Regions from separate parts of the Mus musculus genome. Here all the other regions are linked to region 4. A link is a contact called in public promoter capture Hi-C data. All regions are on one chromosome and are shown on one strand. Each heading gives the region's core, a stretch centred on a gene start, on an enhancer-like site or on the middle of the called end of the contact. The rest is flanking DNA. Distances are from core to core; before and after follow the strand shown.

What was found. Promoter capture Hi-C pulls out the DNA fragments that hold promoters and counts their contacts.
Region 1: a promoter capture Hi-C map of pre-B cells shows a contact between it and region 4, with 2.8 times the contacts expected there. The contact joins the promoter of Cit here to the promoter of Ssh1 in region 4. A contact is called at or near these places in 2 of 39 promoter capture datasets (liver and pre-B cells).
Region 2: a promoter capture Hi-C map of liver shows a contact between it and region 4, with 4 times the contacts expected there. The contact joins the promoter of Pxn here to the promoter of Ssh1 in region 4. A contact is called at or near these places in 2 of 39 promoter capture datasets (the 3T3-L1 cell line and liver), 1 of 484 Hi-C or Micro-C datasets (myocytes) and 2 of 115 datasets of contacts at active chromatin or transcription factors (the NIH/3T3 cell line and pancreatic cancer cells).
Region 3: a contact with region 4 is called in a promoter capture Hi-C map of liver, with 3 times the contacts expected there. The contact joins the promoter of Triap1 here to the promoter of Ssh1 in region 4. A contact is called at or near these places in 2 of 39 promoter capture datasets (liver and pre-B cells).
Region 5: a contact with region 4 is called in a promoter capture Hi-C map of liver, with 3 times the contacts expected there. The contact joins the promoter of Rnf10 here to the promoter of Ssh1 in region 4. A contact is called at or near these places in 2 of 39 promoter capture datasets (erythroid cells and liver) and 1 of 115 datasets of contacts at active chromatin or transcription factors (pancreatic cancer cells).
Region 6: a promoter capture Hi-C map of liver shows a contact between it and region 4, with 4 times the contacts expected there. The contact joins the promoter of Rab35 here to the promoter of Ssh1 in region 4. A contact is called at or near these places in 3 of 39 promoter capture datasets (liver and pre-B cells).

The regions. Positions count from the first base shown.
Region 1 is chr5:115,844,263-115,848,869 of GRCm38.p6, forward strand. Cit (citron) reads left to right here and starts at 1,394. Exons shown (of 47, transcript NM_007708.3): 1 at 1,394-2,204. The coding sequence starts at 2,109.
Region 2 is chr5:115,504,943-115,509,776 of GRCm38.p6, forward strand. It overlaps Pxn (paxillin), which reads left to right and starts at 1,734. Exons shown (of 12, transcript NM_133915.3): 1 at 1,734-1,926. The coding sequence starts at 1,914.
Region 3 is chr5:115,339,630-115,344,104 of GRCm38.p6, forward strand. It overlaps Triap1 (TP53 regulated inhibitor of apoptosis 1), which reads left to right and starts at 1,602. Exons shown (of 2, transcript NM_026933.3): 1 at 1,602-1,788; 2 at 3,046-3,924. The coding sequence starts at 1,642. The coding sequence ends at 3,129. It overlaps Gatc (glutamyl-tRNA(Gln) amidotransferase, subunit C), which reads right to left and starts at 1,532. Exons shown (of 3, transcript NM_029645.3): 1 at 1,213-1,532. The coding sequence starts at 1,520.
Region 4 is chr5:113,991,964-113,996,365 of GRCm38.p6, forward strand. It overlaps Ssh1 (slingshot protein phosphatase 1), which reads right to left and starts at 1,827. Exons shown (of 15, transcript NM_198109.5): 1 at 1,701-1,827. The coding sequence starts at 1,769. Gm52825 (a long non-coding RNA gene) reads left to right here. Exons shown (of 3, transcript XR_003955978.1): 3 at 1-271.
Region 5 is chr5:115,271,340-115,276,051 of GRCm38.p6, forward strand. Rnf10 (ring finger protein 10) reads right to left here and starts at 1,556. Exons shown (of 17, transcript NM_016698.2): 1 at 918-1,556. The coding sequence starts at 1,074.
Region 6 is chr5:115,629,998-115,634,383 of GRCm38.p6, forward strand. It overlaps Rab35 (RAB35, member RAS oncogene family), which reads left to right and starts at 1,990. Exons shown (of 6, transcript NM_198163.1): 1 at 1,990-2,201. The coding sequence starts at 2,150. It overlaps 1110006O24Rik (RIKEN cDNA 1110006O24 gene), which reads right to left and starts at 1,819. Exons shown (of 1, transcript NR_027810.1): 1 at 1,052-1,819.

The sequences.
Region 1 (4,607 bases), core at 144-2,643, 1.9 Mb after region 4:
AAAAGATCATCTGATCCTTTGGAACCGGAATTACAGGGAGTTGTGAGGGGTTTGAGGTGGGTGCTGGGAATCAAGGGAAGATCCCCTGGAAGAGTCGCAGAGCCATTGCCCCAGCTTTTGCCATTGCGTTAGACAACACTATTTCGAGCTCGCTCTCTAGAATGCGTTTCACGGTTACATAATTTAGAAAAGCTATTCCTAGTAGTCATAGAGTGCAGAGAGCCTCACTCAGTGTTAGCAAATACTACACTCCTTTTTCGAGATTGCCCCTTCACAGGTCAGTTTACACCCTACCCTTGTGTGAATGTAAACAGCGCCGCCTCTTCACAAACACCTTCCCCCACATTGCTAACGAGGCTGGGCACTTTCCACACACTGATGGCCACTGGGTTTTCTCATTGAGAGAAGGGGGCGGTCTAGTGATCCTGGCTTAAATTTACTTGAACATATCTTTGTGGTGAGACCTCACGATCTTGCTGCGGCTCAACCCAAAGGTACAAGGCAGGCAGGCTGGAGTGGGTTCCGATTACTCCTCTGCCTCAGCTGTACCGCACAGCTTCCTGATTCCCCCCCACGTAACCCCGGCGCCTACGTTAGGCGTGGGCGATGGCTCAATTGAGTGCATTCCTGCAGAGGGCTGGAGTTTGTTTCCTAGCATCCTTATCTGAGGCAGGCAGTTCGGGCAGAGCTCCCCGCAGGAGCTCGGACAGAAATGGACAGCGCCGCAGACTCCGCAGGGGACCCCATCTCCAAACACAGCATCCTGCCAACCGCCAATTTCAAACTTCCCAGCCCAACCCCGCCTGGATTCCTTTGCCCTCTTTCTATTGGTCGCTAGTCAAAGGAAGAGACAATGTGATTGGCTTTTCCATTTCACTTCCTCTAGCCCTCCGAGATCTGGGCGGGTCCTGGTGGAGACCCCCGCTGTCCATCAGTAGATGGCGAGCGCTGATTGGTTGAGGCACGGCCGAGACCTGCCCACGTCGTTTCCTTCAAACGTTGGGGCGGGAGACTCAGGGCGGAGCGGAGCGGGGCGAATGTAAGCCGGGGGTCTGCGGAGTGTGAGTCCAGTTTGTGTGTGTGTCTGTTGGGGGATTGGAGAGGCTCTGGGCGGGGGGCAGTCCCCTTTCCCAGGTCTCCCTGGTCGACCCCGTTCATACAGAGCCCACTTTCCCACCCAAGGCCTCAGGATAGCGGGGGGAGGGGGCTCCTGAGGGTCTGCTGCGGCTGCAGCATGGGTGTGCTGGGGGTAGCCCGGGGTCTGTGGGTGCAGCCCTGGGGGCGGGACAATGGGTTCAACCCAGTGTCTCTGGTTCGTCCTTGGGGTGTCCTGGGGGAAGCCTGGGGTCTGGGGCAGGAGTTGTTGTTAGTGTCTCTGGGTGTGCTGCCGGAGGACCTCAGGGCCCCTTAAAGAGGACCCATTCCCCTGTAGACCAGTCTCTGTCCCCTGCAAGCTTTACCTGCATTCTTGCCCATGGCGCTTCCCATTTTCTGTGTGATCTTATCTCCCTCACTTAATCTCTCTGTTCCTGTGTCTTCATTCTATGAGCTGGACTGAGGCCTTGGGTGGGAAAGTGGGCTCTGTATTCTATTCCGTGCCTAACCCAGCGCCTCCTTCTTGTGTCTTTCTCCCTCTCTAGCCTATCTGGTCAGTCAGGCAACCGATCTTCCTCAGGATCATTGATCTCTGTACCCTCCAGGGGCAGTGAACCTTCCTTTCCCTGGGATAATCCTCAAGGCTCACTGATCAAACCCTTTGGGCTTGGTTCACAGGTTAGGTCTATGTAGCTACGCGACATCAGATATTTGTGTTCGTCAGGGTTTTCTAGGGGAAAAGAGCTGGTAGAATGGAAAAGTGGAGATTTATTAGGCTGCAGTCTGCTAGTCCACCAATGGCTGGTAGTTCTTTTGGAAATGATTTATTTCCATCCCTTATGTGTATGAGTACCTTTGGCCTTCCTGTGTCTGTGCCCCATGTGCCGTGGAGGCTGGTCGCCACCTCCTCATCCTGATCTCTTTAGGGAGACACGACTCTGCCAAGCCCTTCCTGCCTTCAATGTCAGTACCCGCTTGACTTTCCCCAGTGTTCCTTCGGCGTTGGCGGAGAGATGTTGAAGTTCAAGTATGGTGTGCGGAACCCGCCGGAGGCCAGTGCCTCCGAGCCCATTGCCAGTCGGGCCTCCAGGCTAAATCTCTTCTTCCAGGTAAGCAGCTGCCAGCCAGCGATGCACACCCGTGTCTGCTGTGGTAGCCGTCTTTGGTTGTATTATGGACAGAGACTGGTATTCTTAGGGTAATCCTGTTTGTTCTTTTACATGTCCTGCCTGAGCTGGACTGAGGTGCCACTGTGCTGATGATTACGTACGTGGCTGGACGTGCCCCAGGGGAGTCCCCTCATTTCTCATACTCCACACTTTTTTTTTTTAAGATTTATTTATTATTATATGTAAGTACACTGTAACTGATTTAAGACACACCAGAAGAGGGCATCAGATCTCATTACAGGTGGTTGCTGGGATTTGAACTTAGGACCTCTGGAAGAGCAGTCAGTGCTCTTACCCGCTGAGCCATCTCGCCAGCCCATACTCCACACTTTTAAACTTTTGCTTCTTTCAATGGAAGAAACCAAAATTGTCTCTAGGGTGTATTTGTGTGTGTGCGCGCGCGCGTGTGTGCACGCACACGGGCCTGTCTGTCTGCATCTGTCTTGTGTCTGGGTACCCAGAGAGGCTAGAAACTAGCTTTGGATCCTTTGGATGTGGGAGCTGGTATTACAGGTGTTTGTGAGCTGCCTGTGTGGGCCTTGGGATCCAGATTGTGGTCCCCTGAGCCATCTCTTCAGCCCCAGTGTAGAATAATCTAATTTATAATCTTATTCCATACGAGGGATATCTGTTCTCTCTCTTTTTCTTTTTTTCTTTTCGAGACAAGTTTTTTTCTATTACGTAGCTCTGGCTGACCTAGCACTCAATATGTAGACCAGGTTGGCCTTCAAATCACAGAGCTCCACCTGTGGCTGCCTCCCAAGTCCTGGGGCTAAAGGCTTGGGCCAGCTTCCGCACCTGGCAGCTCTCCTGCTCTTTAGATTAAACACCACGCCTACATTCCTCATTCCGGGCCTAACAGTTTCGTCTTCTGTAAGGACCAATGTCATGCAAGTATTTCCAGACAGTTTTCTAGTTCGGTTCTACTCTGACTTGCCTTCACCATGGACTGTAATTTGTATACTGAAATTAACCCTTCCCCGCCCAGCTTGCTTTTGGTCATGATGTTCCTCACAGCTGTAGAAAACCAGCCAGGACATTTCCCTTCCATCCCTCTTTAATGTGGAGTGACCTTAGTTGGTTTTATATTGCGATAACAGCACGCCAGAGGGTGTGTGCTTTTATAAACAAAAGAGGTTTCCATAGGTGACAGTTCTGCTCCCTCAAGTACACCAATGGCTTCTACTTGGCTCTGCTCGGGGACTGGTTACAATGTTGCCACACTGGCTAGGGGAAAATGCCCAGAGATCACATGGGCCAGATAGGAAATAAGAGACCAGACCTTTCTAACACCCGGGCTCTCAGCTCCTGAGGTTAAAAAAAGCATTTTTGTTTCTTGAAGACCAGGTTATAACCCCCTACAATGTCTCACCCCCACCTTTTAAAGCGACCACAGATTTGACACTGGGGTCAAGCTTGCAGCACGTGGACCCCAGGAGGATAAACCACATGCAGATGGTAGCAATGGGTGCCTCCTGCAAGAGGAGATGGGTTGTGACAAAGAATCCAGGTACAACTCAGCGTGCCAGCCGAGCCTGCTGTGCTGCTCCCATGCAGGGCTGTCACCCTGCAGGTCGGATGCAGTGGCTGGCTTGTTTTCTGCTTCTGTGTGTCCTTTAGACTGGGTCTCAGTCGGTGTGTCTCTCTCCTACTCAGGACTTGTATTTTGGGGCTTGGCAGACTTCCAGAGCCCCAGAAATCTCACAAATCACCAGGCTTTGCCAGTTTTTTATTTTGCTAAGCAAGGATGTAGAAAGCAAATGAGAGGGGGAAAAAAAGCTATTAACTTTCTGGTCTTTTCATTTCCGAAAGAAAGGGCATTTTGAGAACTATGGAGAGCTGAGGCTTTTGAGTGTGCTATGGGGTGCTCCGAGCCTAAGCTTCCTCGAGTCTCTGGGACCCCCCCCCGCCCCCCGTCTACTTGGGTTAACTCTCAGGTGAACAGAGGAGGAGATATGAGGCTCATCTTCCAGCGTTAGAGGCAACCAAAGGGGCAGGCTCCGAGGTTCCCAAGCTTGACTGAGCCTTGCGGGGAATTTGTTAAAATCGGTTTTAAGCTGCGACCCAGAAGAGTTTAATTCAGGAGGTTGGTAATGGGGCCAGAGAATCTGTTCTTTTGTGCTTCTCTAGTGATTCACACGCAGCTGCTCTTTTATGCTGCCCAGTGTTGTGTAACAAGCCCTTGCTGAGACTTAAAGGAGCAGTGGCTTCTCTTCCCAGGGCTCTGCAGATCGAGCCCAGTAGGCTCAGAAGCACACACCTTTAATCCCAGCTCTTGGGAGGCAGAGGCAGGTGGATCTCTGTGAGTTGAAGGCCAGCCTGGTTTATAGAGCAAGTTCTAGG
Region 2 (4,834 bases), core at 484-2,983, 1.5 Mb after region 4:
TCTATTACGTAATTCTGGTTGTCCTGGAACTCACAGAGATCTACCTGCTTCTACCTCCTGGGTGCTAGAATTAAATGTATGTGCCACCATGCCTGGCCAACAGTTTACATTTTTATTTGTCAATGATTTTAGATAGAGTCTTATATAGCCCAGGGTAGTTTCATAATCAATATTTAGCTAAGGATGGCCTTGAATTTCTTATTCTCCTGCTTCCACTTCCTAAGGGTGGGGATTTAAGTCCTATGTTACTTGTTGGGCTGGTCTTGAAGTATGTATGTATGTATGTATGTATGTTTTGAGACAGGGTCTTATGTAGCCCTGGCTGGCTTTGAACTGAACTGACTGTGTGGTGTTAAGGACAACTTTGAACTCCTGATAAACTTGCCTCTGCCTACTAAATTCTGGGATTATAGTCTTGTGCCACCACACTCAGTTTGTGTGTGTGTGTGTGTGTGTATTTATTTTTAAAAGTTTTCAAAAAATTTAAAATTTGAGACAGGTCTTCCTATAAATTGCCCAGTTTAGTCCTTACTCTTTCTCTAGTCCAGTGTAATCTTGAATTTGAAGACCTGCCTGCATCTCCCAACTAGCTGAGATTATAGTCCTGAGCTACTACACCAGGCTTTTATCATCCAGTTTCTGAGTCCCCTGGGCAAATCTGCCAGGATCCGGGAATGAAGTTTTGGTAGTTTTTGCTTTGCTGTAATGTGGGGTAAATCTACCTTGTGCAGAATTTTGGCAGTCTCTAGGAAGGGGGAAGCAGGGAAAGGGGTAAAATGAAAGGTTTCATAAGCTCTAAAGTACTGGATCTGGGGCCAGAGTTGGTCGCAGCCACTGCTGATGTTACCAGTCAGGACAAAGGTCTCAGGTTCCAGCCTGGCTGGAGGTACAAAGAGACCCTGTTTCTCCGGGCAGTGGTGGTGCATGCCTTTAATCCCAGCACTCAGGAGGCAGAGGCAGGCGGATTTCTGAGGCCAGCCTGGTCTATAGAGTGAATTCCAGGACAGCCAGGGCTACACAGAGAAACCCTGTCTCGAAAAACCAAAGAGAGGGCTGGTGAGATGGCTCAGTGGGTAAGAGCACCCGACTGCTCTTCCGAAGGTCCAGAGTTCAAATCCCAGTAACCACATGGTGGCTCGCAACCATCTGTAACGAGATATGACGCCCTCTTCTGAAGACAGCTACAGTGTACTTACATGTAATAAATAAATAAATCTTTAAAAAAAAAAACCATGAATTGTTTCAACATTAATTCAAATGAATACTTTAAAAAAAAAAAAAAAGAAAAACCAAAGAGAGAGACAGAGAGAGAGAGAGAGACAGAGAGAGAGAGACCCTGAGAGAGAGAGACAGAGAGACAGAGAGAGAGAGAGAGACCCTGTTTCACAAAAACTACATCTGGGATATTATTCTGGGATGACTAGCACTGCCATCAGTCCAAAGGCTCCAGGCAAGCCGATTTAATCCTCCTGGGAGGTGACCTACAGGGACAGGTGGACAAATCCGACTCTCTTGAGTGACAAATCTGCCACCGACTCTCTTGAGTGACTAGTCTGCCAGAAGGTCGGGTCAGACTGAACGCAGAGGTTCATGGCCTATAGACGCCACCAGCCTGTCCAGCCGCCAGGGGGCGCCACGACCACGCCCAGCTTTCGCCCCCTGCGGGATTGGGCGTGCTGGGGGGGTGGGGGGTCGGAGGCGGGGCGTGGCCAGCGTGCACGCGGGGGCGGGGCTATCCTGTCGCGGGCGCGCGCGCCGGCGGCGGCGGCGGTGGTGGAGGAGGAGGCAGCGCGGCAGCGGGTTCCGTTCCGGGCCGAGGCTGGACGCGGAAAAGTTGCGGGGCGGCGAGGAGCAGCCCGGAGACGGGCAGCGAGGGCGACATCGAGCCGGGGACTGGCGTCTGAGGACCAGCCATGGACGACCTCGGTGAGTGCGGGAGACGGAGGGCGGAGCGGCCGGGGCCCGGCGGCCGCCGATCCCACCCTAGCGCCCGGCTGGGCTGCGGTGCCTACGGCCCGGGGCTGTGCTGGCCGCTCTTCGCTGCGGCGCCTGAGGACCTCGATCCCGTACTGGGTGTTCAGGGACCCACCTCTGGGAGAGGCGCCCCGCTCCCGGGGCAGACCTCCTTGGCTTGCAGGAGACCCTCACTTGGCTTCCCCACCCCCACCTCAGAGCGTCTGCCTATGGGACTCGGTCTCAGAGGCTGTTTCTTCTATGACCCCCCTCTGTTCCCTCCAGGCCACCTTCCACTTTGCACACTGCCCCCAGACCCCCCACCCCGTTTCAGGGATATAGCCCCTTTCGAGAGAGCCCACCCATTTCCTATCACAGCCCACAGAAAAGCTTGTGAGGACCACACCCCCATTCTAATGACAAGTGTCCCCGGGGGTACTGCATATACACCCCCCCCCAACCCCCACCACACACCGTTTCAAGTCTGGTCACCCTGTATTACAAGATCAAGTTTAAACTTAGAAAGGCAAGTTTGGGGGGGTGGTGGCTTATGACTCCCGCCTCTCACCCACCGTTCCCAGACCCTGGTGACATGCCAGAGGAATGAGAAGGGGAATGGGCCGCAGGCTACGGCCATCTCTGAACGTGTCCTGGCTGGCAAGGTCCCCCACCCCCAGCATCAGAGCTGCTGGAAACCCCACAGGTAAAGAGGACAGGACACCCAGAACAGAGTTTTAACTGTCCTCGTGTTATTGGAGCCCAGAGGCCATTCTTTTCAGCCCACACTTGGTCTGCTGTTAGGACAGAGGAAAGGAAAGACTCTCCTGGAAGTGGATTTTAAACCCAAGGGGGTTGATTCAAGGCTTCTAGGAATGCCCAGTGAATCCCAGCGTGAAGGAGCCCCTGTCTTCCCCTCCCCGGAGGGCCCCTCAGCTGAGGAGGTGTGTGTGGGATAAAGTCCCTTCTCTGTAGGAGCCTTGTCTTCACTCTCTGGACTGTGGGTGGCTTGTATGACCGCTGGTGCCATCCGTGTCCCTGGCTCTGAGGAGCAGATTCACTAGATAAGACTGAGGGACCTCTCAGGCAACACAGGGTACCAAGTTAAGACTGGTCATTTTTAAAACTGGCTACAGTTTCCTTGTGGGATCAGGGAGCTGGTGTAACATCCTGGAGGCTGGGATGGTGTTGGGTCCTGCTTGGTTCACGGAGTGGGCTGTCTGCCAGGCATAGCTATGCTTTTGGGTCAGGCTTGGCACGTCCGTTCCCGATGCACTCAAGGTTGGCGTAGCTTCCAGGCAGGTATTTTTAATTTTTATTCTTCCACATAAAAATACCTGAGCTTTCGAAAGGAGGCCGGGGTGATGAGCTTTTGAGTAGGTATCTGAATGTGTAAGGGGTTCCCCCGGTGGGGACGAGGGGAATCTAGTCACAGCACCTCACAGGCTGGTTGAGGGCCCTGTTGCTTCTGGACAGTCCCCGTGCTGTTTGAAGGACTGAGGAAGTCTTTGTAGTGTCCGCAGAGCTCGGAATTCCCGGCTTCTGACTGTCTTCCATTTAGGGCCAGCACACTGAGTTGTCTTTGAAAGGAAAGAGTGCTTTCTGGCAGACGGGGACCGTAGGGATTGAAATGGGCTGTCTGTGGAGTTCTTACCCATGCCTGGATTTGTCCTGTCCTTTCTGTAAGATCACCCTGAGGCCATGGCCACCAACACTACCTCTATTTAACAAGAGACCAAGAGAGGCTGAGTCTCTGACCCAAGGTTGCACAGCCCAGAAACGAATGAAGTCTGTGCCTAGAAGCTGGTCCCTGGGCAGCTCCTGTATACATTCCTTCCGGGGAAGGGGGTGAGCTGGTGCTGGCAGGAGGGGTGGCAAGGGGTGGTGGCTGCCACCTGTGACTTCTGCTGCCTTCTCTAGACTCTCCAGTTGCTCCATCCGAGCTACACTGCCTCCTTAGTCTGGGCTCTCAGGGGGCCGTTCCGCCTGGCTGACCAGAGCCCAGGGCGGGGTGGGGGTAAGGATGGATGTGCAGGACTGGAGAGGAATTTGCTTCTCAGCCCAGGCGGTCAGCTGTCTGCATGGCTGCTCAGCACACTGCCCGTCAGCTGTTTTCCTAAGTTAGGATGGCTTATGACGGGCCAGCCCTCTTGTTTTTATTTGTGTCCCAAGAGAGATCTCAGCAGCGTGCACCTCCCCGTCACTTAACATGGGGCAGTCGTTTAAGGTGATCTCCTTGTGGCAAGGCCATGCGTGGGGTGCATACCTAGCCTCCATGATAACGGTGGGGTTTTTTGGGGGAGGGCTTGAGAGTAAAAATAATAAATCAATTTAAAAAGATTAATTGGAGGACTCTTCCCCTCCTCACAGTGGCCAGTGAGAGTCACCATGTGCTGTTTAATAAGTTACAAATTTATAGCTCATTGGTCAGAAAAAACAAAACAAAACATAAACACAGCGTGTTCTGCCTTCCTCCGCGTGTTCCCTGCGTTTTTTTGTGTGCTGTTGGGCGGCTGCTTGGTGGCTTTTCTCATTAGACGCTTAGACGCTGGTTTGGCCCAGAGCTCCTTCTGTTCAAGTTCTGGCCGGGGTTTCCTGGACAGAGTTCTCACAACACAGATCACTCTCATTATGCTTTCTGCCCTGGCTCTCCTCTCTCCCTCTCTCTCCACGTTCATGTTGTTCATGTCGGTAATGTATTTGGGGCGGCCGTAACCACAGTGTGGCCTGCCTGTCAGGAATCCCTCTTCCTCTGCTGGAGACAGGCCCCGTGCTCAGCACTTTCTCTCTCTCTCTCTCAAGAAGCCTGAGCTTAGACGTTCTGGCAGAGCTGGCTGGGGTTTGAACCTAGATCGATCCAATTCTGGATCTGGTCGTCTTAATC
Region 3 (4,475 bases), core at 352-2,851, 1.3 Mb after region 4:
CCACCATGTGGGTCTTAAGGAGCAGACTAAGATCATCAGAATTGGTAGCAATTGCCCTTACCCGCTGAACCCACTACCACCACCACCACTGCTGGCTCTTTAATTCTATTCTCTCCCCCAAATAAATTAATGAGATGTTTATTTGAGCATTTCCCAAGTATTTACTCAGTGCTAGACAAAAGAAAAAAAAATCCAAACATGATTCATGCTATTTGGATAAACAGAAGGGGGAAGGCAGAGAACTAACATTTAAGTAGATATGCTGTGATTAGCAGCGCTTTTGAATACCAGTAGAACCATATATTTTTTACTGTATAAAGGAATAAAAGAATTAATGGCAGTCGACAACTTAAGAGAGGAGAAGTAGGTGGGATAAGGAGCTGGTAAAAAGCAAGGACTGAAAATTGTGGGGAAAAAAGTAACAGGGAGGGAGAAGTCAAGAAGCTGAAAGAACTTGACAGTGTTAGCTTGGAGAGATGGGGAGGGGCTGTGACAGCCGAGGACCTGAGGACCTGAAGACCACGAGCACGTGTCGTGAAGATCTTGGGTGGGAAAATGACATCAGGTATCTGATGTGAATTACTGGGTAATATTAGGCAAATAGTGTTAACCTCTCTGGATCTGAGCATCAGATCAAAGACCCGAAGGTGAGAAGGACAGGAGACTAACAAGATTTAAACTTTGCAAAGCATTTCAGTGACTTCATGAAACCAATGCAATGGGTGGTAACACAGCAAGATAACCTTGGGTTCAAAGCCATTCCGCGAAATTTTAGCCAGATTCTGTCTTAAAAAAAAAAAAAAAGCCATAACTTGTTATTTGGATATCTCGTAATTAGCATATGAACTGACTTGAGGTTATACATATAAATAGTGTTTGACTTCTTCAGATATTTAATCAGATGCTCAGGAAGGCAAGTGAAAACACTTTAAGGAAATAAACCTGGTTTGTAAGCCAGTCTAGGCTGGAGGGTACTGAGGGGACAGCACCCCCGAGAGGGCGGGTAAAGGGCTCTTTGAAGTAAGGGATTCTCGGACTTGGTTCCTATTTACATCGAGACTGAGAAGACTAGAGGGTTGTAAACGAGAGTGACAGGATCAATAATGAACTAGGGGAAGAGTGAAGCCATCCTCGCGGAGACTGGACAAATTTCCAATTATGCAAAGGACCTGAAACAGCCTCAAAGGTCCGAGACCGCAGCCGGGAGTTTACCTGTCCTCCAGTACCGACTCTAGGGGCTCCACACCGTCAGTGTCCACGGCGTGCAGCTGATCCGCAAAGGCGATGGCTTTCTCTAGCCGGTCCACCGCCTCGCGGCTGCCGAAGTTCACCAGCGCCAGTCGCTCCAGATGCTCGATTACCGCGGGGGACACGCGACCGCTGCCCTGGGGGACGAGACGTGGAGCCTGGGTCCCCAGCCCCGCCGCCTGGACCTTTCCCTGTGGATTCGCTTTGGAAGCAAAGCTTCGGCCCGCGTCCAGCGGGGCCCGAAATCGCACACTCGCGGCCCGTGACCACATTTCTTTTGCTTCTCGGCCCCCGTAGGGACAGACGGTAGGGCGGCGCGCGCGCGGGGTGGGGGTGAGGGGGTGTGTGACGACATCAGAATGCGTCGCCGTCACCGCAGCTGCCATCACCGCCATGAACAGCGTCGGGGAGGCTTGCACTGACATGAAGCGCGAGTACGACCAGTGCTTCAACCGCTGGTTTGCTGAGAAGTTCCTCAAAGGGGACGGCTCCGGGGACCCGTGCACCGACCTCTTCAAACGCTACCAGCAGTGCGTGCAGGTGAGTCTCGCCCGGCCTCGCCGCAGCAGCCTGCCCTCCTCGGCCATCCCCCGAAACCGCCAGGCTGTCTCCACTTGACACACCGGGATGCCTTTGCGGTACTTTGCTTTATACAGAGTACATTAGTATTTTGTTGTTATTGCTCATTTATTTGGGATTCATTCCAAACGTGCAAGTAGCTATCATCCGTATCTTTAAAAAATTGGCGTGGCCGGGCGGAGGTGGCGCACACCTTTAATGTCCTAGCGCACGGGAGGCAGGGGCAGGCGGATCTCTGAGCTCGGGGCCAGCCTGGTCTACAGAGTGAGTTCCAGGACAGCCAGGGATATACAGAAAAACCCGGTCTCCAGAAAAAAAAAAAAAAATGTGTTCGCGTCTGCAATAAGGGTGGAGACAACTTCCGGGAGTCAGATTACTCCTTTCACATTTATATGGGTTCTGGGAATAAAGTTCAGGTCACTAGTCTTGGTGACAAGGCGTTCTATTATCTATCTATCTATCTATCTATTTTTTTCTATTATCTATATTTTACACATGGAAAAACTAGCAGTCAGAAATAGGAAGTGAATGGTTCAAAGGAACTAGAGTCTGATGACCTTGCTTATTTTGGTGGTGCGTCATTTCATTGTTATTAGGAGTGGATGGTGTTCACAGTTTTCTAGACCTAAGGTAAGGCATTGCAGAGGTCGCCTGTTTTGTTGCGATCTTTTCATTGCTCTGTTTTCCTCCGCCAATTACCTGTTGTAGCCAGTAAGATTTGATTTCAGACCAGCACTTCAAACTTAACCTAAAACTACCTCTCCATTCCAGAAGCTACCTTTAGTCAGTTCTCAGACAGGGATGGTAACTCAAGGTCACAGAGCCGATTCGGAGTGAACACTGTCACTAAGATAGAGATAGGCACCTGAACTGACCTTCAGGCCTCACCTCCCAAGAGCAGGTGTTCATACCACACAGGACTTACATTACAGTCTGTACAGTGGCACTGTTTTGTTAAAACAGGACTAAGCCGTACTCACTTTTAATCCTAGGATTCAGAGGCAGGCAGGGTGTGTGGGTCCCAGAATAGCCAGGGTTACAGAATGAGACCTTGCCTCAAAAAAAGGGTGCCCAGCTGGGCAGTGGTGGTGCATGCCTTGAATGGTGGGTTTCAAGCCCGTCCAGTTCAGTCTGGTTTACCTCTGTACCATTACACCTGTCACAAAACATGGACTGCAAGCTATCATGGACTGATAGTGCATTTTCTTCCTCCTTTAGAAAGCAATCAAGGAGAAAGAGATTCCTATTGAAGGCCTGGAGTTCATGGGCCATGGCAAAGAAAAGCCTGAAAACTCCTCTTGACCTGCCTGCCACTTGGAAGACATCAGTAAAGTGAGAGGCTTCTGGATTCTGTCAGGGAAGGCTGTGAAGCTGGCATGGGATTCCAAGATGTTAAAGGTGTTCTCCTCCATTCTGAAGCTGTCATTCCTGCTTTGAGGCAACTTCACCTTTGCTGGCATCCTGAAGAACCCCTCGTGCCACAGCGGACCAGCTTCTTGGGGTTATGGTTGCAAACTATGGTCTGGCATCAGCTTTAACTGGTCCTTGGATATGAGTATGGTAAACTGGTCAGGATTAAGGATGGCAGCATTTGCTGCGGAGGACCTGGGTGAACTATGGGAGGCATTGCTCATGGGGCTCGGTCGGGACCTCTTTTTCCTCTCAGGGATGCTCTGAAAAGGGATGCGGACACAACCCATTCAATCACTGCTTGGAAACATGATTGTAGTTTTATAATAACACTTCCAACTGCTGGTGGCCTGGGTTATGGAAAAAGACAGCTTTGCGGAGCTCTTGCCTTAATGAGGTGTCAGCTTACCATTCAGAATCTTCAGAAATGACATAAACACCAACTTTGGAGCTCACAAGCCTTGCTGCTCACAGCTCCAACCCCTGGGGTGGCCGTGCAAGAGTCACCTGCGTCCCAGGTTTGCTGTGGCTAACTTTCAACTCCACGAGTTCAAGTCAGTGTGCAGATCACATAAAAGGGGGGTGCGCCTGGCTAAGTGGGGGAAAGGTGCTTACTGATTTTTGTTTGCTTACCATGCCCTAAGGCTGTAATCATGAAATGAAATAAATCTTAAAATTCAAACTTTACTCTTTGCTCCCAAAACCCTGCACTTTATTGAGCATTTATGTCCCGTTGCCCCAGGCATCTCATTTCGTTGCAGAGCCGGCTTGCCCTGTAACTTGATTTGTTTAATTAAGTCTAGGTCAGCACTTAGATTAGAAATCTGACTTTCAGGCCTGCCTCTGCGGACAACCTGCCGGATCACACATGCTCACCTGTATAAATGGCTCCTTTAAATGTTATGTATTGTGGTCTCAGAACAACGGTAGGTGGTCCTCACAGCAGCCTACCTTGACCAGGACTTAGTATATCCATAAAGAGGTGAGAGCTGTTGGACAAAAGGTTTGCACTCTGGGTTGCTAAGTACTACTTCATCTTCATTTGGCCAACCCTAATGCCATTTCAAAACATTTTAATTTTTAGAAAAATGTGGCTATCAAAAAATATCCATATTTTTCAACTGGTTAAGGGTCATTGTCTAAAAGATCACAAGAGATTTCTTAGCCTTCTATGAGAGTCCTTGGAATGTAGCTCAGGTCACCCGTCATACCTGATTTCTGTGCTACTGAGGTCAAAC
Region 4 (4,402 bases), core at 577-3,076:
CGCAGTTAAAAGCATTTGCTGCTCTTCCAGAGGACCTAAAAGCAGATGCCCAGATCCACAACCTGCAGCTCACAAGCCCCCTGTAAGCCTAGCTCCACAGGATCCAACATCCTCTTCTGGTCTCCGTGGGCACCTGCATATGCCCAGAAGCAGACAGAGAGACAAACGCATGCACACACATGCATACACACCTTAATGTAATTTTTAAAATGTAGGTAGTGTGCGTAGTGCCAGGCACACACAAGGGTCTGGTTCAAACATTTAGTACTAAATAACATTAATAATAATAATAATAATAATAATAAAATGATTTTTAAAATGTCCTAATCAGTGTCCTGAAAAAAATTTACCCCCCATACAATGAATTCTTATAGAAAGGAAAGAAATGATTAGACCCAGTATGGGCAAACCTTGAGACCAGCACGCTTAGAGGGAGAAGCCAGACAGAGGCAACACTGCATATTTCCTGTTATATGAACTACAGCGTAGGCAAATGTAGAGAAGTAGGGGACGCCCCGGGGTGGGGGTGAAGCAAAGACAAGCGGTAACTGAGAAGGGCGGGGCGCTGAAGCTTCGGGACTGAGTGGCTGAGCGGGTGTGTCTACTAACGCTGACTTACATACTTCCAAAAGGTAAAGCCACAGGCTGTGAGTTACATCTCAACTAAAAAAAAAAAGATTAAAAGCCTAAAAATGTGTCTAATACAGGAACTGGAAGCGACCAAGTGTTAAATTCCCATAACATTATGGAAGTTGGCTAGAAATCCAGGCTGAGAGCCAGGTGTGGAAAGCTCTTCTGAACTGACAACATCTGAGACGCAGAGGCAGGGGGCCAGCCACAACTACATGATGAAGGAAGGAAGGAAGGAAGGAAGGAAGGAAGGAAGGAAGAGAATTTCGGCTGCAAAGGCCTGTACTGCCCCTCCCTGCTTCCCTATGCTCCTGTAGTTTCCTAGGAAGAACACAAGATAAAAGGCACTTTGTAAACTGTTGTAGGGGAACCGAGCTGTGTGGGAAGAGAGGCCTTACTACAATCTAACTTCTCAGTTGCCCTGCCTAATTGTGTGCAAAGAGGAGGCAACCAGAACCTTCTGCCTGCAGATAAAACTCATGAAAGAGTCTCAGACAGAAAGGGCCCTGGAGGCTTAACCTCACAGCCATTCTGCAAAGATGCCTGCCAGTCCCCGCAAGACGAGCCCAAAACGCACCAACACGGGCACGCAGGGGTGCTGAGCCAAGTCTCACGCAGACACACAACCCCGGGAGAGGGCCCAGATTCCAGCTGGCAACTTCCTGGGCCTGCGGGGCTAGCCCAGCACAGCGGGGCGTCCCCTGCAGCCGGCTGGGTCATCCGGGGTTTACTCCGAGGCCTTAAGCTCATCAGGGGAAGGGGGTGGGATGAGCCCGGCTGGGGTAGCACAGCCTGGGGCAGGCCGTCCTGAGGACCCGGACGCTCCGGTCCCCATCTACCCCGATTAAGCAGCATGAGCTCAGGCCCCGAGCGGAACCCGAGACCCTGCAGCCCAGAGCCGACCAGAGCCTTTCCTGGTGCCCTGCGATCTGGAAGCATCCCCCCCCGCCCCCCCACCTCCGCGACCCCAGCCCGGCGCATGCTCAGTCACCGGGACGCGGGGACGCCCGCACCCCAAGGGCGGACGCACCTCCGCCTCACACCTTGTGGGAGGGTGCGGCCGGGCTCACCTCGCTGTTGCTTGCGGAGGAAGACGCGGCGCTGGGCGTGGGAGAGCGCTGAAGGGTCACCAAGGCCATCGCGGCGCGGGCCCGGCCCGGGGCCTCCAGCAGCCGGCCGGGCAGCCGCGCCGGGCCCGCCCCTCGCTCCCTCCCTCTTCCCTCCTCCCTCCCGCAAACTCCCCACCCCCCACCCCCTTCCCCGGCTCCGGAGTCCGCCGGGCCCGCAGCGCTCGGGCAGTGATGCGCATGCGCCAGTGACCGGCCTGGGGCGGGCCCCGCCGCGCGGTCACGTCCACTCGCGCGCGCCCCCGCGCTGGCTGCAGCCGCCCGGCCTGGGCCCCTCCTCCGCCGCTAGACTCGCGGGCAGCGTAGGGAAACTGAGGCCTCCGAAGGCAAGGCCAGCAGAGCAAAGCTGCCCAGAGTTTGTAAAAGACTCACTCGTTTATTCTTTCAAGGAAAGTTACTCTGCTCATACAAAGTGCGGGGCCTCCCCCCACCCCACCCCACCCCCGGGACTGTGAAATCCGCTTGCAGAGTTGCTTTGCATAGGATTGGGGTGTAGCCCAGTAGCAGGGTGTCCCGCCGGCCTACTCAAGGTCCTGGATTCCAACGCCTGCACCACCAAGGGCTGATCTAATCTTCGAATTCCTTCTGGTGTCTAGAAACGCAGACTAGTGGGTGGCGAGAGGAAAGGCTTCTCGAAGGAGTAGTACTTGCTAGGAGGCAGGATTTCCGTGAGCTGGACTAACCCACGGAGGGAGAGAGAACTGTGGGCCGGCCAGAAGCTTGCCCGGGGACAGCAGTGGGGATAAGCGGGCGCGTTGCATTGGCTTTGGAAAGGTTGCCAGTGGGCCAGGGTGAGGGACCCCAGCAAGGCGGTACTGGGCAACTTGATAGAAACTTCTCTTTCACAGAGCCCCGACCCCTACTCTGGACCTCTTGTGGTACCCAAGCCTTGCTAATCACAAGTCTCCAGTCCCACTCCATCATCCTCAAAGCCCGAGAGGAAACCTGGCTCCTCCCTGCCTCTTCCACCGTCTTGAGGGTATCAACAGTCTCCATCCTCAAATAAGGATTGTCTTTCTTTTTAAATTTTTATTTATTATTATCTGTGTGTGTGTGTGATATGCGTATGAATACATGCATGAATCAAATTCAGGTCACTAGCCTTAGTGGCAAGGCTCCTTTATGTACCATGTAACCAACCCTTAAAGGGGATTTTCAGTGGGGTTACCCCGCAATGTAAGGAAGTTTCCAGTTGCTCGTATTTAACAGACGCTCCTGCTAAGTGCAAAGAGTCTCGGTTTTTAAAGATCTGAGAATGGCGCCATTAACTGCCCCCTATGTCGACACAAAGCATCCTCTGCATTTTCAGAAGGCAACTATGTCAAAACAGGACTGAGTATACTTTTTGTCTGTGAATTTGGTCCACAGTTTTTCAGCACTAAGTAAGACAGGTTTTGAATGGCAATACCCAGCAGGGCTCCCCTCTGTTTGGAGCTATTCTTTGGCTGATAGATGATCACGAGTGTTCCAGAATGCCAGCTTTGTGTGTGTGTGTGTGTATATCTGTGTATGTGTGTGGGTGTGCATGTGTGTATGAGTGTGTGTATATGTATGTGTATACATATATGTGTGAGTATGTGTGCATATGAGTGTGTGTATGTATGTGTGTGTGAGAACATATGCATGTCACAGTTTGACCACCTGCAGAGGTCAAGACATCTCTGCGGAGTCAGTTTTAAACTCATAAAGTTGTGGATGTCATCAATTAGAGCAGAGACGACCTTCTCAGCCCTCCGGGAGCATCAGGCTCAGGATTCTGAGACTTCCCAGTCTCGAAGCCTGTATGGTCTTCTTATGACTCACATTTGAATGTTTGGGGATCCCCAGAGAAGACAGCCCCTAGAGATGGTGCACTGATTAGTTTTATATCAACTTGACATAAGCAAAAGTCAGAGGAGAGGAGGGCATTTTCTCAATTGAGAAAATACCTCCATAAAATCTGGGCTTGTAGAGCATTTTCTTAATTAGTGATTTTTGGAGGAGGGCCCAACCATTGTGGGTGGTTCTACCCCTGGGCTGGAGGTCCTGGGTTCTATAAGAAAGCATGCTAAGCAAGCCATGGGGAGCAAGCCAGTAAGCAGCACCCCTCCATGGCCTCTGCATCAGTCCCTGCCTCCAGGTTCCTGCCTTGCTTGAGTTCCTGTCCTGACTTCCTTTAGTAATGGGCTATTGTGCCCTCTCCCCAGCTCTGAGCAGGCTAATCAGACCTTAATTGCCACAGTCAGTCTTTCACCAACCTGGGTGGAGTCTTCCGACCAGGGTGGAAGTCTCCTGCCTTGTCCACCAACAGCAGCAGACTGCCGCTGAGCTGCTGATTCTGTTGTACAACAGAATCCAGCCGAAACAAAGGATGGGTCTTTGGGTTTCCCCTATATAAACTGCAGTGCTAAAACTTAAACTTTGAGCCACGATCAGAAATCTTTTGTCTTGGTTTCCTTCTTCCCTTGCAGGCCCTTCCTGTTTCATTCCCAGCCTACCTTTCAGGTGTACCCAGTTCTCCGTGGCCGCTGGACAGATATAGGCTATGATGTGGAAGTGCAAGCCAAACAAACCTTTCCTCTCCAAGTTGCTTATGGTCCTGGTGTTTCATCCCAGCAATAGTGACCCCGACTAAGACAGGTGGGTCTGGAATTTTCCCATATCTC
Region 5 (4,712 bases), core at 306-2,805, 1.3 Mb after region 4:
TGTACACAGCTCTGACACAAGATGGAGAATGCTGGACTCGGGATTCTGCCATCTCCTAATCCACAGCCTAGTTTATTCTCTGCGGTGGAATAACTCCTGGCTAGACAGGTTAAACGATTAGAGTAGTGCTATCACACCTAAAAGCCTACCCGTGTGCTTTGTGCATAATCAGTAAGTAGTATTATTATATTATTATAATAATATCATTATTATTATGTTATAGTAATACTAAGAAGCCTGACTACACACATCACTCTCTCTCTCACACACACACACACACACACACACACACACACCATGAAAGCCAAGCCCATATAACCTACCGCACACAAACAGGCATAATATTTAGGCAAAAAGTTGTCAAGTACTCTAAGCGCTTAGCCCATTTACTTAATAGTGTGTATTAGCAAACTCAAGGACTGAACCTAAATGAACTGAATGCAGGGTCTGCATGCTTTACTATCACGCCGAGCAACGCCATCCCAACATGAGTCCTCTTAAACAGAGGAGCAGACCCGGTGCCAGATTTAAGTCTGAAAATCCTCGGGCCTCACCCTCTCTTATTCAAACTTGAATGCCACCCAAAGCTAATCCGACACTAGAAGAGAAAACAAAGTCAATTGTTTTAGAGCCTGGACCGACGGTGAGTCACACAAAGCCAGGTCTTGAGGCCTTCTGTGAGGTGCTTGCCACCTGGATGACCTTAACCCTTTCCAAAATCTCAGATCCCTCATCTGCAAAATGGGGCTAAGAATAGCGCCTACTTCAGCCAGCTGTTTTGAATATGAATGCAAGGGCCCAAATTAACCACGCAGCGCAGATCGGCTTAACCGTAAATACTGGATGTCAGTGCAAGCGGAAGGTGGGTCGTTTGTCCCTCCTCCCCCAAGTGACCCGGCAGACCCGCCGGCTCTTACCACTCTTGGGTTTAGACTCGCCGGCCGGCCCCGCCGAGGCGGAGCGGGGCGGCTGTTGCCCTTTGCTGCTGCCCGAGGAGGCGGAGGAGCTGTTGGAGCCGCTGTTCTTGTCCATGTCGGAGGCGGTGGCGGCGGCGCTGGGGGAGCTCTGCGGCATCAAAGGGGGCCTCGGCGGCGACGGCGGTCGGAGCGGAGCGGGCGCGGCGGGGACCCAGGCTCATGGCGTTCAGGGCCGGCGGGGGTCGGCGGCGGCAGCGGTTCTCGGCCTTCATGGCGACATTTTTCCTTGTTTCCTTCCTCAGCTTCTCAAAATGGAAGGAGAAGCGGCAAGGTGGGGTTGTGGGGCCCAGAGGCGGCGGTGACCGAAGAGGAGGACGAGGACGAGGAGGAGGAGGAGGAGGAGGCCGGGGCTCGGAGGTCCGGGCCGGGCCTGGCGGGGCAGAGGCTGCGGGGGAAAGGGAGGCGCGGGAGGGTCGCGAGCCCCGCCGGCCGGCCGGACACGCTCTCCCGCCGCGGGGCAGGAGAGAGGGCTGGCTGTCTCGGTGCCGGGGACCGGGGTCTCCGACACAGCGACCGACACTCGCCTCTGGGCCGAGGCCGAGCTGCTCCGGGAATGGCGACGAGTCGCCAAACAGCATCTCCAAGAACCCGGATGGACTATTTATATAGTTGCCAGGCGGGCGTGGTGCATTCTGGGAAGTGTAGTCTTTTACCTACATCCGGGTCCTAGGGGAGGGACCGCTTGTGCCTGCCAATGCTTTTTTTCTCTCTTCCCTGTTCGAGGTTTCTTTTCCTTCCCGCCTCCCTAGCGGGTTCCTTCTTTTTGAGACAATGTTTCATTTTGTAGTCCTAACGGGACCTGAACTCTTTGTGTGCAACAGTCTGGCTTCCAATTCACAGATATTCCTCGCCAGTGCTTGGATTTTTTTCTTTTTTTAAAAAAAAGATGTGTGGGTGTCTGGCCTCCTACAATACCAAGCAAACACGTGGTATACAGACATACTCATATAGACAAAACACCCATACACAAAATTTTTTAGAAAACCAAGTGGAGTGTGATGGCCCACCTGCAATTCCGGTGCACCGGAGACAAGAGATCTGGAAATTCCCAGAACAAACTGGCTAGCCAGACTAGCTCAAATGGTGAGTCTACCTAGCCATTCTGTGAAGAATGTGGAGAGTCTTGGAGGAAAACACTCAATGGCAGCCTCAGAACTCCATGTACACCTGTGCATACGTGTAAGATTTTTCATACACGTATGCATGCCACATTCATATATAAAGATCGGTAAGAAGCAACATTCGAAACACCAACAAAGAGAAACAACATAGTACAGTTAAGTAAGGAGATGCTAATCAAACACGTTTCAATAGAAAAGCATCCCAGCTTGAGAGGGATAAAAGAGGACTTCTTAGAAATGCTGTGTCATGTGACACACACAGGACGAATGGAATTTGGGGGGGGGGGGCTGTTAGGGATCAAATCCAGAGCTCCATGCTCACAATCTAGTTTTCTACCTCTAAGCTACTACCTCATCTAGCCGATGAGTGGAATTTTAGCAATCGTGTATGTAGGAGAACTAGAGTGGCTCATGCCTGTATCACTAATACTCAAGAAGCAGAGACAGAAGACGGATGCCAGTGGTGCACATCTTTAATCTCAGCACTCAGGAGGCAGATGCAGGTGGATCTCTGAGTTCAAGGCCAGCCTGGTCTACAGAGCAAGTTTCAGGTCAGCTGGGGCTACACAGAAAAACCTTGTCTCAAAAAAATAAATAAATAAACAGAGACAGGAAGTGCAGAGTGTAAGGCTAGCATGTGCTACATAGTGAGACCATGTTCCTTATAAGAGAGAAAAAGAATAAAAGCAGACAGTGTAGTGTAGTCACAGGGCCCTTGCATGGGCAAAGTTCTGATTTGATCCTCAGTATCATAAATGGGAAAGGAACAAGAATGTGCGGGCCAAGCCAGGCAGTGGTGGCGCACACCTTTAATCCCAGCACTTGGGAGGCAGAGGCAGGGCAAAAAAGAAAGAAAAGAAAAGAAAAAAAGAAAGAAAGAAAAATGAAAAAAGCAGGAGTCAGACTCTTATTTGGTTCCTTATTATCATATAGTATATGAGATATTATTTAGTATGGAAGGAATCAGTTTAAAATGACATGGAGATCCATAGAACTATAACTTGGGGGGGAGGGGTTTGCTAGAGAGATGGCTCGGAGGTTAAGAGCACTGAATGCTTTTCCAGAGGTCCTAAACTCAATTCCAAATCACAAACATGGTGGCTCACAACCATCTGTAAGGTGATCCACTGCCCTCTTCTGGTGTGTCTGAAGATAGCTACAGTGTACTCACATATATAAAATAAATAAATCCATTTTTAAAAAGGAACTATAATTTTTCAGTTTTTTGGTTGTTATTTTATTTTTGTGTTTACACATGTTTTACCAGCTAGTATGTCTGTGCCATGTGTCTCTAGATACCAGAAGAGAGGATTGTATACCCCAGCACTGGAATTAAAGCACCATATAGGCTCTGGGAATCAAACCCAGGTCCTCTGGAAGAGTAGCTAGTGTTCTTAATTGCTGAGCTATCTCACCTGAAAGGACTCTGGCTAGCCTGAGTGTGGTGAGCATGGCTCTGGCAAGCCCTGCCTTCTCTCCCTATTCCTTCTGCCTTTCTAAAAACCATGAAATTATCTTCCTAAAGCTAGCCCCCAAGGTCTGTTTCCTTATTTGGCCACATCCTGCTCCTGAGGCTGACTACCAAGGTCCAGCTATCAAAGTATTGAAGTGAAGAAATCAGAAGCCTCCTTTGGCTCAGCTAATTAACATGCCCACGCCCACTTAAAGTTAAAGGCCTCATCCTAACATGGGGTTTTCCCTTTTACCTTTATAAACTGCTATTTTCTTTTTCTTTTCTTTTTCTTTTTTATTTTTACTTTTTTTTTTTTTTTTTTTTTTTTTGGGTTTTCGACCTAGGGTTTCTTTGTGTAGCCCTGGCTGGCCTGGAACTCACTCTGTAGACCTGGCTGGCCTCAAACTCAGAAATCTGCTTGCCTCTGCCTCCCAAGTGCTGGGATTAAGGCCTGTGCCATCACTGCCAGGCATCTGCTATTTTCCTATGAGCCATGTCTGTCTCCTCTCTATCCAGAGGCAAGGCTTCTTCCTATGGGACAAATGCCCCTCCCCCTCTTTCCTGTTCCCTTCATCTTCTCCCTCTTCCTCTATCTCCTTCCTATCTTTGTCCCTTATCCCTGCCCTCTCTCCCTCTGGAGGAAATAATCTCCTTTGAAAATTGAGAACTTGGTCTTGGGGGTCCTGAGTGATACTTTTCCTTTCATCACTGGCCCCAAGGAGTTTGTTTTTGTTTGTTTTTGACAGGATCTCACTTTTTAGTCCTGGGTGACCTGGAACTCTCTATAGAACCAGTCTAATCTCAGACTTACAAAGATCCACCTGCTTGTGTCTCCTGAATATGCTGTAATTAATGGTGTATACCGCTATAACCAGTAAAAACTTTTTTTATTGTTGCATTTATTTTTTGTTTGTTTCCTCTCTCTCTCTCTCTCTCTCTCTCTCTCTCTCTCTCTCTCTCTCTCTCTCTCTCGTGTGTTTGTGTGTGCGCGTGTGCGTGTGCGCGCGCGCGCACGCGCATATGGGAAGAGTATATACCATGGTTCACATGTACAGTAAGAGGATAACTTGTGGAAGTCAGTTCTCTCCTACCAGGATGAAATTCAGGTTGTTTCAGGTTGGCAGGAAACACTCAGAGCTATCACACGGCGGCCTACAAGTA
Region 6 (4,386 bases), core at 740-3,239, 1.6 Mb after region 4:
TGGCATTGAAACTGCAATCTTTTCAACCTAGGAGCAGGCATGAAGATGACCTGACCCGATGCTTTAGGTGCCAGGGAGACGTGGAGTGCTTATCTGAAGTCTACCCTAATCCTAAGACTTCTTGCTTTCCATCTGTCTCCTCTAAAATGTTTTTTTTTTTTTTTTTTTTAAAGATTTATTTATTTACTTTATGCATGTGAGTACAGTCTCTATCTTCAGACACACCAGAAGAGGGCATCGGACCCCATTACAGATGGTTGTGAGCCACCATGTGGTTGCTGGGAATTGAACACAGGACCTCTGGAAGAGCAGCCAGAGTGCTCTTAACCGCTGAGCCATCTCTCCAGCCCCTCTAAAATGTTTTGAGGTTTTTCTGTTATGTACCTGAATGTTAGTTTGAGTCTACAGACCACATGTCTCAAGTGTCAGCCAAGGCCGGAGGGTGACATCAGTTCTGAGACTGGAGTTACAGATCCTGGTAAGGCGCCATGGGGGGTGGGAGGGGCTGAGGATTTAACCAGGTTCCTCCGGAGGAGCAGCCAGTGTTCTTAACTGCTGAGCCATTCCTCAGCCCCTTCCCTGTTTCTTAAAAAATGCCAATCAAAGGAATAGCAGGAACCTGGCCAGTCCCAGGAGTTTTCAATCAAGAACACAACACAGCCAGCGTCTCTCCTCAGCCAGTATCTTATGATTCTAGGCTCGTGTTCATCTGACATCACCAGGCTTGCTTCAGGGAAATAAAGAGTTCAAGCAAGGCCTAGATCAGACACTGTGTGTGCTGTTCAAGGACCTGCAGTACCTTGAATAACAAGAAAATTATGAACTGCATAAATCTACCAGCAGCGGAATTGTTAAGGAATAGTACAACCATCAGATGGGGGTACCACGTGGTGACGAGGCAGTTAAATGATTGATGGCGGCATACCGGTGAACTGCGAGAGGCACATGGGTGCTTAGATACTCTGAAATGTATGGGAAAACATGTATCCATTAGACTAGTAAGTGTTTCATGCTGTCCAAGAAACTTTAAAGGAAAACTAATGTCAACTTTGAATTCAGTAAGCGTCTGTATTTTGTTGTTGTTTTGTTTTAAACACTAGCACTGCTTCTTACGGGGAAAGATTAGGAGTGGGCAGTATCCCCAACAGGTGCTTGGCTGGAAAGCACTGGAGGGCAAGAAGAAGCAGGGACAAAGAGGCTGGGGGTGGAGCTCAGCTCGAAAAGCGTCTGCCTAGCATCTGCGAAGCCATGGGTTCGAGTCTCAGCACCACATTAAAACAGGACTCAGGAGGTACAGGTGGGATCAGAAGTATATGGTTATCCTCGGCTACTCGAGAGAGTCAGGAAGCCACCCTGGGATACTTGAGAACTTGTCTGGAAAAAGTAAAAAACCACAGGGATGGGGCAATCCCTGCAGACCTGCAGGGAGGATGGCGATGGCAGCGACAGCTCTCGGGGACGGGCAGGTGGGCTTCCGCTCCAACTGGAAAAAAACGTGGGGCTGGCTCCGCGCTGCGTCCGGAAAACTGAGGCAGAAGGAGCAGAAGCGCTGGCGAGCAGGGTGCATACGCCCCACGGATCCCAATCCGGAACCGCTACCCGTTCCGCCAGGGGGTCGGGCGTCCGGGATCGTGGTGCTCGGGGGACGACTTCCTCCCCAGCGCTGACCTCCAGGCTTCAGCCCTGCGGCCGGTTGTCACCTCTCTTCCGTCGGGCCCTGCTAAACGGTTCGGTTCTCCCGGGGATCCGCAGCGACGGCGCTCGCTCGCTCGCTCGCTCGCTAGCTCACTCGGACCTCGGCCGGCGAGCGTAGCGCACTGCGCGTGCGCGGAGAGGGCGCGGCTGGCCGGGGCTGCGGCTGCGCAGAGGCGGTTCCAGCCCCCGCGCCTGCGCAGTGGCGGGGCGGGGCGGGAAGGAGGGAGGCGGCGGCACCGGCGGCGGCTGCTGAGGAGGAGGAGGAGGAGGCGGAGGTGGGGGAGCGGAGGGAGGTGTTTCTGTCAGTTCCGGCTGTTTGTTCGGGAAGTGGATCCGCCGCTGCCGGAGCAGCCGGGAGGGAGCTGCGGATCGCGAGGCCAGGACCGACCCCGCCCGCCCAGCTCGCCTGCCCGCCCGCGCGCGCGCGCCCGCCCGCCCGCCGCCCCCGCCCGCCATGGCCCGGGACTACGACCACCTCTTCAAGCTGCTCATCATCGGCGACAGCGGTGAGGGCCGCAGGGGCCGGAGGCGGTGTGGGCCCTGCCGGGCGCGGCCCGCGGGGGCCTCGGGGCGGGCGGGCGAGCGGGGCGGGCGGGCGAGCGAGCGAGGAGGCGCGGCCCGCGCGGGGCGGGAGGCGCGGAGCTCGGCGGGGTCGCAGGCCCCGGGGGGGCCGCAGCGAGGGGACTCCGGGGTGGCTCCTCGGCGGGGCGGGGGGCACCGAGGGCGCGGGATGCACGCACGGCCCCGGCGCTCGTTCCTGCCTCACGTGTGACCTTGGTCAAGTCGCGCGATCGCTGGAGTTGGAGAGAGCCGGGTTCGAGTCCCGGGGAGGCAAGCTTTTGCCGCTCTGTGACCTTGGGCGAGTTGTCTCGCCTCCCTTGAGCCTCAGTTCCTGCATCTGAGAAGTGGGGACTTGTTAAGCTGAGCGGTGGGATGATTCGGTGAGCTGAAAGTAGGGAAAAGCGCCTGACCCGGCATAAAGTAACCTCTAAGTAACTCACAGTGTTAGCAGCATGAGTCGCCCTGTGAAGACTCAGCGCTCCGTGAAATGGGGGTATTTCCAGGACCCGTCTCCGGGTTGCCGTGCGCTTGGATGAGGTGCGGCAGGTACAGCCATGAGCGCATTCCTTTAGAATTGTTACTAAGTCTCAGCAAGGTTCAGTTCTCATCTGTGGAATGGGAGTGGTAGATTTGCCTGCCAAGGCTGATGTGAGCACACACTTAATGAGGGGACTAGTGTTTGGCACACAGTAGGTGGACAGTGTTTGCTGTTCTCTTACCCGGGTGCTTCATTCAATATTTTAAGTGCTTTGTGTACACAAACACACACACACCACACACCTTTCAGTACCGCGCCATCTCTGATTCATAGATCAGCTTCTGGTACCCAGTGCTTAAATGCATTTGGTCAGTGAATGAGAGTCACACTGGTTTCTGGCCAAGGATGAAGCATTTTAGAGGTGTTTGGAGTATGGCAGGTGACCAGGTCCTGTGGGGTGATGGTGAGTTCAGGGAGGCAGGCCCAGGATGTTTAGGGGAGCTTAGCTGAGGTGCCAGGAATATGTGATGTTTTAGGAAGGAGGCTGGCGAGCAGCTAAGTTTATAGATCAGACTGGAGTGTGGGATAGAGAGGGTCATGTGACTTGAGACAGCCAAGTTGGTGGTAGAGCCTGTGTATTGTCAAGGAACTAGAGCTCCGTGTCCCCCCTGAGACTCAGGATATAGGCTTGTTGGCTGACGCTGTCATAGACGGACATGGAAATAAGTGGATTTTGGTCTCACGGGAGAAGCTGGGTTGGGATGTGGTTGGTGGTTTGGATCTGGTGGAAGATGGCTGAAGTCTTAGGGGGTTGCTGTTAGGGGGGGAAGGTGTCGGGAAATGCTAAGGCCTAAAGGATTGGGGTAGAAGAATAGCTGTGTCTGGGAGCGGAGTTGGAAAGCTGGAAGACTGACCTGTAGTGGTTTGAATGAAAGAAAACTAGGCAAGCTGTGTAGATAGACTTGAACTTGGACCCAGCTAGTGGCATTCTTCTGGGCTCTTGAGGGTTTGTTGACATTATGGTGATCTCTCTCCTTTCAGAGCTAAAGTCAGCCCGCTGTGGTCAGAGGTCTTTATCCCTCCTCAAGACGTGGCCAGTGTTAATATCCAAAACTCGAAAGGCCAAACTCAGCAAGAAGATGTAGCTTGTTGGCATTTTCTCTTCTGTGAAACCCAGGAAATGGTTTCTGCCTGCTTTCTTACGGTGCACCTCGCATGGTGTATTGATTTTTTTTTTTTTTTTTTCTTTTTGCTCAGAAGTCAGGTGTGGGGACAGGACTCACTGGTCAGTCTGTGTGTGACTAGCTCCAGATTCGGTGTGAGTGCAGGCCCAGCTTATGGGGAAGGAGGAGACACTATGCTGTTGGGTTTCTCCTGCCACGGAGATGACACTCAGGAACCTGGGAGATGGAAGCCAGGGAGCAGGGACCATGACATCACCGCCTGATTGCCCTGGCCCCTTGACTGTGTGCTTCTGAAGGTGTATCAACTGATCCACAGACACTCTGTTATCTGATGCTCACCCATGGTCTCTGTGGTTTGTCAGATAAGGAAACCAAGGCTCAGAGGAGAAGCCTTCGCTGCCCTAAGCTTTAGCAGCAGAGCTGTGAGTTCTAATCCCATGTGCTAACCCTGAGAGCAGGCGGCATTGG